Linked DNA regions of Zea mays: region 2 is linked to region 1. The links are chromatin contacts, called in public Hi-C maps. All regions are on one chromosome and are shown on one strand. Each heading gives the region's core, a stretch centred on a gene start, on an enhancer-like site or on the middle of the called end of the contact. The rest is flanking DNA. Distances are from core to core; before and after follow the strand shown. Region 1 holds the start of LOC100282542 (40S ribosomal protein S10). Region 2 overlaps LOC103646450 (nicotinate phosphoribosyltransferase 2).

The links. Hi-C and Micro-C count contacts between places; a contact is called where the count stands out from the background.
Region 2: a contact with region 1 is called in a Hi-C map of endosperm, with 2.8 times the contacts expected there. The contact joins the enhancer-like site here to the promoter of LOC100282542 in region 1. A contact is called at or near these places in 9 of 25 Hi-C or Micro-C datasets (ear, endosperm, leaf and 1 more) and 1 of 3 datasets of contacts at active chromatin or transcription factors (leaf).

Annotation. Positions count from the first base shown.
Region 1 is chr2:53,381,637-53,384,911 of Zm-B73-REFERENCE-NAM-5.0, reverse strand. It overlaps LOC100282542 (40S ribosomal protein S10), which reads left to right and starts at 1,723. Exons shown (of 5, transcript NM_001371870.1): 1 at 1,723-1,798; 2 at 1,898-1,946; 3 at 2,315-2,597. The coding sequence starts at 1,796. LOC100274438 reads left to right here. Exons shown (of 7, transcript NM_001148797.1): 7 at 254-665. The coding sequence ends at 388.
Region 2 is chr2:53,489,055-53,492,329 of Zm-B73-REFERENCE-NAM-5.0, reverse strand. LOC103646450 (nicotinate phosphoribosyltransferase 2) reads left to right here. Exons shown (of 16, transcript XM_008671185.2): 13 at 1-82; 14 at 343-451; 15 at 1,051-1,163; 16 at 1,264-1,908. The coding sequence ends at 1,341. Among protein-coding and RNA genes, the nearest start is that of LOC103646450, 77 kb to the left of the region's middle. Within about 2 kb of position 1,764, at least 1 of the 20 cell types and tissues checked has an H3K27ac peak or open chromatin away from gene starts, as enhancers often do. A contact at or near this core is called in endosperm, where this site is marked.

The DNA.
Region 1 (3,275 bases), core at 474-2,973:
GCTCTCATTAACCCTTTGTAGATTAGCTTGGAGGGCCTGCCCCCATTCTTCATTTTTTTCACTGTTTTCACAACATATGAGTTAGATATCAATCTGATTTGCCTGGTCGTTTTTGCTGTCACCTTCAAATCCTGCAAGAGCTGTCAGCTCGTTCTTTCTTCAAACAATTTCAACGATCATGATAAGGAGTAATATAGTAACATTTTCCCCATATTTTAGACTAAGATTGCTAACATTTTGCTGCTCTCCCCAGGAGCGCCGGGGTGGCAAAGCTCCAGCCCAAGCAAGATCGGTGGAAACGCCACCTGCAAGCGAACCTGGCGATAGCAGCGGAAACAACACTCCAAAGGACGCACCGAATGGAGAACCTTTCAAGTGGAGAAACTAAGAGGACTAGCTTGGCTAGCCACCAGGAAAACGGTGGTTGCGCTTGAGTTTGTGCCTGATAAAGAAGCTGGATATGGTTGGTTGGTTGGTTGGTCGGGCATGCAAACTCCACAAGCACCAGTGTCGGTCGTCGTCGTCGTGACAGTATCTGTACATTGTTGAATCGATATGTTAGCCATAGCGATTTTTTTCCAGTTGGTTTTCTTGGGGCCGTATATTTATGCGAAGGATGATTTTGTGTGATAAAGGCGCGCGCGCTCGTGTGTATTCCTGAGGCGAAAAAAAGACTGAGCATTGCTATAGCTGAAACCGTTCCAGTAGGATTGGCCGATGACCTCCAAACCTTGCTGCCTGTTTGTTGTGCCATCCGCCTGGGTATATAGCCTCGGTTTCTGATGTCATATTCGTACCGTATGTTGATTTAGGGTCTGTTTGGTTAGGCTGTGGCTGTGAAAAAAGTTGCTGTGGGCTGTGAGCTGTGAAAAAAGCTGCTGTAGGCTGTGAGCTGTTAAAAAGCTAAAAACCGTTTGGTGGAAACAACTAAAAGTCATTAAAAATTCTTCGATATATGTTTTCACAGTTCCATCCGAAAAGCCACTAAAAGCAGGTCCAGGGGTGCTTTCAGATTTGCACTACAAGAAAGCCGGCTTTTAGAAAAAGCTGCTTTCTGGATCCAGCCCTTTGGTTAGCTTTTGACTTTTAGGGGGGCAAAAGTCAAAGCCAAAAGTCAAACCAAACACACCCTTATTATACAGTCATAGTCGTAGCAGTGTGACTGCTCAGCTGTTCAGGCTGGATGCTTTCAAGTACAGTGCAGCTTGTGCCATGGATTGGAATGCTGTTGGGGGTGCGTCCTCCGCTCTCCTGCTCGCGAGGGCCTGGTTGTTAGGCTTGCAGTTGCAGCTGCCGTTGTTTTGCACAAAAAAGAGGACTGCACCTGCCCGGTCAGGTATTTCACAGAAGTGTCGGTGATGCTGTGTTCGGGTAGAGATGGCCGATGAAGGCAGGCAGCCATGCGGGCAGATGGATGGAGACTGATGATGGTCTTCCAGACTGAAATTCGGCTGCACCCTGCAAGTCCTGGGTCCACCTGGAGATGAGACGACGGCAGGCAAGCAAGGACCGAGAGCGAGAGGAGCTGGCCCCGACGACGATGAGTGGAATAATATCAGCCTCCACGGGCCCGGTGGAATCGCTGTCCAAACACGCGCCTGAAAGGCCCCGCTTCTATTTTTGACGCTTATACCCTCGCTCTGCTCATCGAACCAAACCCTACACCGCGGCGACAGGTATAAAAGACATCTCCCGACCCGTGCCCTACTCGCCGCCGCCACCGCCACCGCCACCTACGCAACACCAGACGCTCCAGCAGTCCAGCACTCGGAGCTCGCGCGCCCGACGGCCCACCATGGTAAGCGAGTACGCGCGAGGCTCAATACGCTGCTGCTCCTCGGCTTTCGCCTGTTCTGCTGCCGGTGTTAATATCGCACCTGTTTTTCTTCAACCGCAGATCATCCCCAAGAAGAACCGCAATGAGATCTGCAAGTACCTCTTCAAGGGTATGCGATTATTCGTCCGCTAAACTCGCAGTAGGGTAACTTGCGTTGGTTGGTTGTTTCGCTTTCTAGGAGGGGACGTCTTCAAACTGTTTCCTTATTACTAGGATAGCACTAGTGTATTATGTTGAGTTCACTTTTTGGTCTAGTTTTAGCATCTCACAAACTTACGAGTTACGAGCAGATATATTATAGGCTTGACACAGCGAACTTGTGAAATAGTTTTGCACTCCAAATTTGTGTGCCCCCTAAACTATGGAATTGAACACAGGTTCTATGTATATCCATCACCGAGAATTGAAAGCATGGTCTGATGTGATGTGTGCTATGTTCATACGGTTTCTGTTAGTTTGATGTGTTTGCTGCTGCAGAGGGCGTGCTGTATGCCAAGAAGGACTACAACCTGGCGAAGCACCCACAGATTGATGTGCCCAACCTCCAGGTGATCAAGCTCATGCAGAGCTTCAAGTCCAAGGAGTATGTCAGAGAGACCTTCTCCTGGCAGTACTACTACTGGTACCTCACCAACGATGGCATTGAGCACCTACGCAACTACCTGAACCTCCCGTCTGAGATCGTGCCTGCCACGCTCAAGAAGTCTGCCAGGCCACTGGGCCGTCCATTTGGCTCTGGCCCTCCTGGTGACCGCCCAAGGTAAAGCCTAAATTCTTGAGCGTACTTAACAAATGTGTTTAGTAATGATTTCACATGTTTGTTTCTCATGTCTGGTGATGATTTCAGATGTATACTACAGTCAAGTCTGAAGTAGTTTTTTGTGCACTTCTGATCTTTTGATGATAGGGCTAACTTTATCTAGTAAATTACTTCTTGATGGTGCTTGTTTTGCATTTTCCAATGTGTTTTGGTGCAATCAGTGGTGGATCTGAGGAACTTTTGTGACCAAGGCCAATATTCTAAACGTCCAACACCGGATCACATACTAATAGACAACAAAAGTAATGTACTTATATATCATTATTAGGAGGAAATTTAGATGGATCCATATATAGTTTAATATTGTACTTCAATTCTAACCCCAAAGTCAACAACAAACTGATGAGTTCATGAAGACATAAAAGTGATTAAAAAAAGCCTAGATGATGCTGATATTATTCATCATCACATCATTTCATTTATTTGTATTTGGCTTCGTGAGCTTGCATTGGCTGTATAATTGGTGTAGGAACCAAAGTGAAAGTAGTCAATGCCATCTCTCTACTGTAAGCCAAGTAATTTTTTTTTTATGTTTGCTGTTGGCTGCAAAATTCAAAAATCACATAAATGAAGATTGAGGGATTAGATAATTGGAACAAGGAACAACCTGCTGCTGGT
Region 2 (3,275 bases), core at 515-3,014, 110 kb before region 1:
AAAGCGATGCTTTAGACTGTATGGGAAAGAAGGCTACCCACTGGTAGATATCATGATTCGTGAAAGTGAACCATCACCTAAGGTAACAATGCACTTCTGTTATCTTTGTTGACATCTGTGCTTTATATTTAGTACAACGTTCCCAAGTATCACAGTACAGAATTTTAGGATATATCTTAGAACGGAATATAGCTGAGCTAGTACTTGTTCATCACATGCTTCCTATCTGTGTTAAGCAACACAGCTGCCATGCTCTGTATCTTGTCTTTGACATTTTCATCTGCAGTGACCTCCAATGTTTAAACTGGATTTCATATTGGCATATTACTAAAATATTTGCAGGCAGGAGAAAGAATCCTCTGCCGCCATCCATTCATTGAATCAAAGAGAGCATATGTTGTCCCCCAGCATGTTGAGGAGCTTCTACAGTACTATTGGCCGGGGACATCAGGTATGGACCTTTTAACTCTTCAGCGAGAATTTTGTTAGTTGTAACACACTAATGGCTGAATTTTCGAAAGTAGTAACTGAAAATGAGAGTAACCAGCATCAGCATTAGATTGCCTTCAAATCCAGAAGGATATATCCTCGTTTTGCACTACATTTTTTAAGCATAAGATTTTTAAAATAGAAGAGAGCAGCATGACAGGCTTAAATTTCTTTCTGAACATAGTTTGACAAACTTAATAAATTTAAGCGTCCCGTATTTCCGGTGCCTTGTTCTGTTTTTATTTCCTAATGTTGACAATCACCAGTCACCAGAGCCACAGCTAAGGGTGCAAGTTTAGCTTCCTTTGGATCACTGGGTCGACCCATAACTTACTGTAGTTGTACTATAATCTGGATTTCAAAGCAAGGGAAGTGAGATAAAACGAGTTAGCTAGCTAACCCACTGGTACCACCTTTAGTAAAAAAGACTTCATCAACCCTGTATGATATAAAAAAAAAGAAAAATCTGAATGCTAATTATCTTCTGGACCATTAAAATATGTAGACTTTAGCTCCTGCATCCTGTCCTGTCTTGACATGTGTATCTATGTTTCTATGCAGATAAACCTAGAGCAGAGCTGCCCTCCTTGGAGAAGATCAGAAGCCGCTGCATGCAGCAGCTTGAAAAGCTGCGTCCGGATCACATCCGGCGGCTAAATCCAACACCGTACAAGGTTTGCTTCTTTGCATCTCGTCTTTGTCTGTCCTCAATCCTCATCTTGATATAGTGACATGTCATAACCAGAAGTATCACTAACTCTTCGATCTGGGCAGGTGAGCGTGAGTGCGAAGCTGTACGACTTCATCCACTGCCTATGGCTGAACGAGGCACCAGTTGGTGAACTGCAGTAGATGATGGCCACATGAAAGAAGTTTTGGGTCATCTTTGACACAGCAGCAAACCATACAAGAGGATCAGAGCTTTTCTGCGCAATATCAGCAGTTGAGCCCATGGCCCATGGCAGGATTTTGCTCTTCAGATTTCCATCTCTAATCCCCGGTATAGAGGCAGGTTAATCAAGTCGTCTAGTTTATACATCCTTTGATTGGTGGGATACTATACACATCATCATCATGAAAAGAACAGAAATCATTTGGAGTCAATGGGAAGATTAATAGCCAAAAATGTCACTATATATCCTGCGTGTTTGTCACATTTGCAGGTGTTAGATCCAACAGACCAGCAGGCTTGAATTGCTCCTGTCACCGTTCCCTGTTCTCGGCTGTTGTATTACGCAAGGACTGCCGTGGGGACGTGGGGTGGGACGAGTCCAAACGTTGGAGTCACTAGAGTAAATTGGTGATGCGTTCTCAACTGCCGTGCCGCCGTGCATTAGCAAAGCAGCACTTTTGGCTGGTTATTTTTCTAAACTACCATTGCGTTATGACAGCACATCTAACAGATCGGTTAGTTGCTTTTGGATGTTGTGGCGGCATGCATGGTTGTTTGCTCTTCTTGCTCAATTCCTGCCAAAAGGCTAATTTCCATGGAAGAGGCACACGTTTCTCAATTGAAAGCTCGCAACGATAGAGACCCGTGACTGAGGCAGGTCCATGCCCGGGAGGCAAGGACAAGGTCACGTTACCTACGGTTTCTGGGACATACAGATCTGAGCACTCCATTTCATTCACCCGTCCAAAAACCATCTAATATAGATCAAGATTAGCATCTCCAAGACTGTCACAAAAAATGAGGCAAAAAATAGTTTTTAATAGTTGCAAAAATGTATTGGATAAAAGGGAACGTAATTCTTCTGTCCCTATTTTTGGTGTACAAAGCCTACCAGGTTAAATCTTATTCCGTTATTCCTATCTTATGTGGATTGAACGAGATTGAAAAAATTATGAAAGATATTGATTTGTTTAGAATTTAAATCCATTCAATTCATATGAATTGAAAGCAAAACTAACAAGCCCTTACAAGTTACATAAGGCAAACAAGGGTGTGTAATTTGCATTTTTTATGGAGGACCGCAAATTTGAGGTGATATGGTGCTCGTTGAGGGTTGGTTTGGTGACCAGAAAAATATAGGGGATTTATAGGGAGGGATCTCTCACCATTTATCTTCAATCTCCATTTACCTGGTCACCAAATTAGCTTGAGTAGTTTGGTCTTTTGTTGGCAAGGTATCCCCACCCTAAAAATCCCAAATCTCTTTTTAACTGCAATTTTTGGCCTACTTGGAGATACTCAACAATGAAGCAATAACTTATAATCCTTACTTCCCTGACTCTGTTTAAGTTCTTTCTCCCATATAAACTTGTTCTGTTTGTCTATTTGCATGAAACAACACATGTTTGATGGATGGAGAGAACCTGCTGCGAGAGATGTATCGCCCCAACGCATTTTTTTTATAAGAGGGATACCCCATTTCTATTATTATGCATAATAGAAATAAATCGAGTCTTCTTGTCAATGACAAACATACAAAGCAGACAGGAAACGAAGCACCAGAAACTAGGGATAGTCAACACGATAAGAAGCAACACCTGATTCAGGCGTGCAAACTTAAGGATGGCTATCAACCAGCTAGCATAAGTTTTGAAGATCGATTGAAGCTACCAACCAAACAACTACAAAAGTTCCAGACACCCAATTGTTAGCAACTTCAACAGATTACAGACCACCGAAACTAGACACGCAGAAATAAACATGCAGCTCCACTTCACGCCATTCTTTCTTTTTTAATCATTCTGTGCTGAGCCATCAACATCATCTTCCTCTTTGAAATCTCCAGCTCGGTTATCCAGCTTGATACTAGCTCAGAGTATCAACATCATCTTCC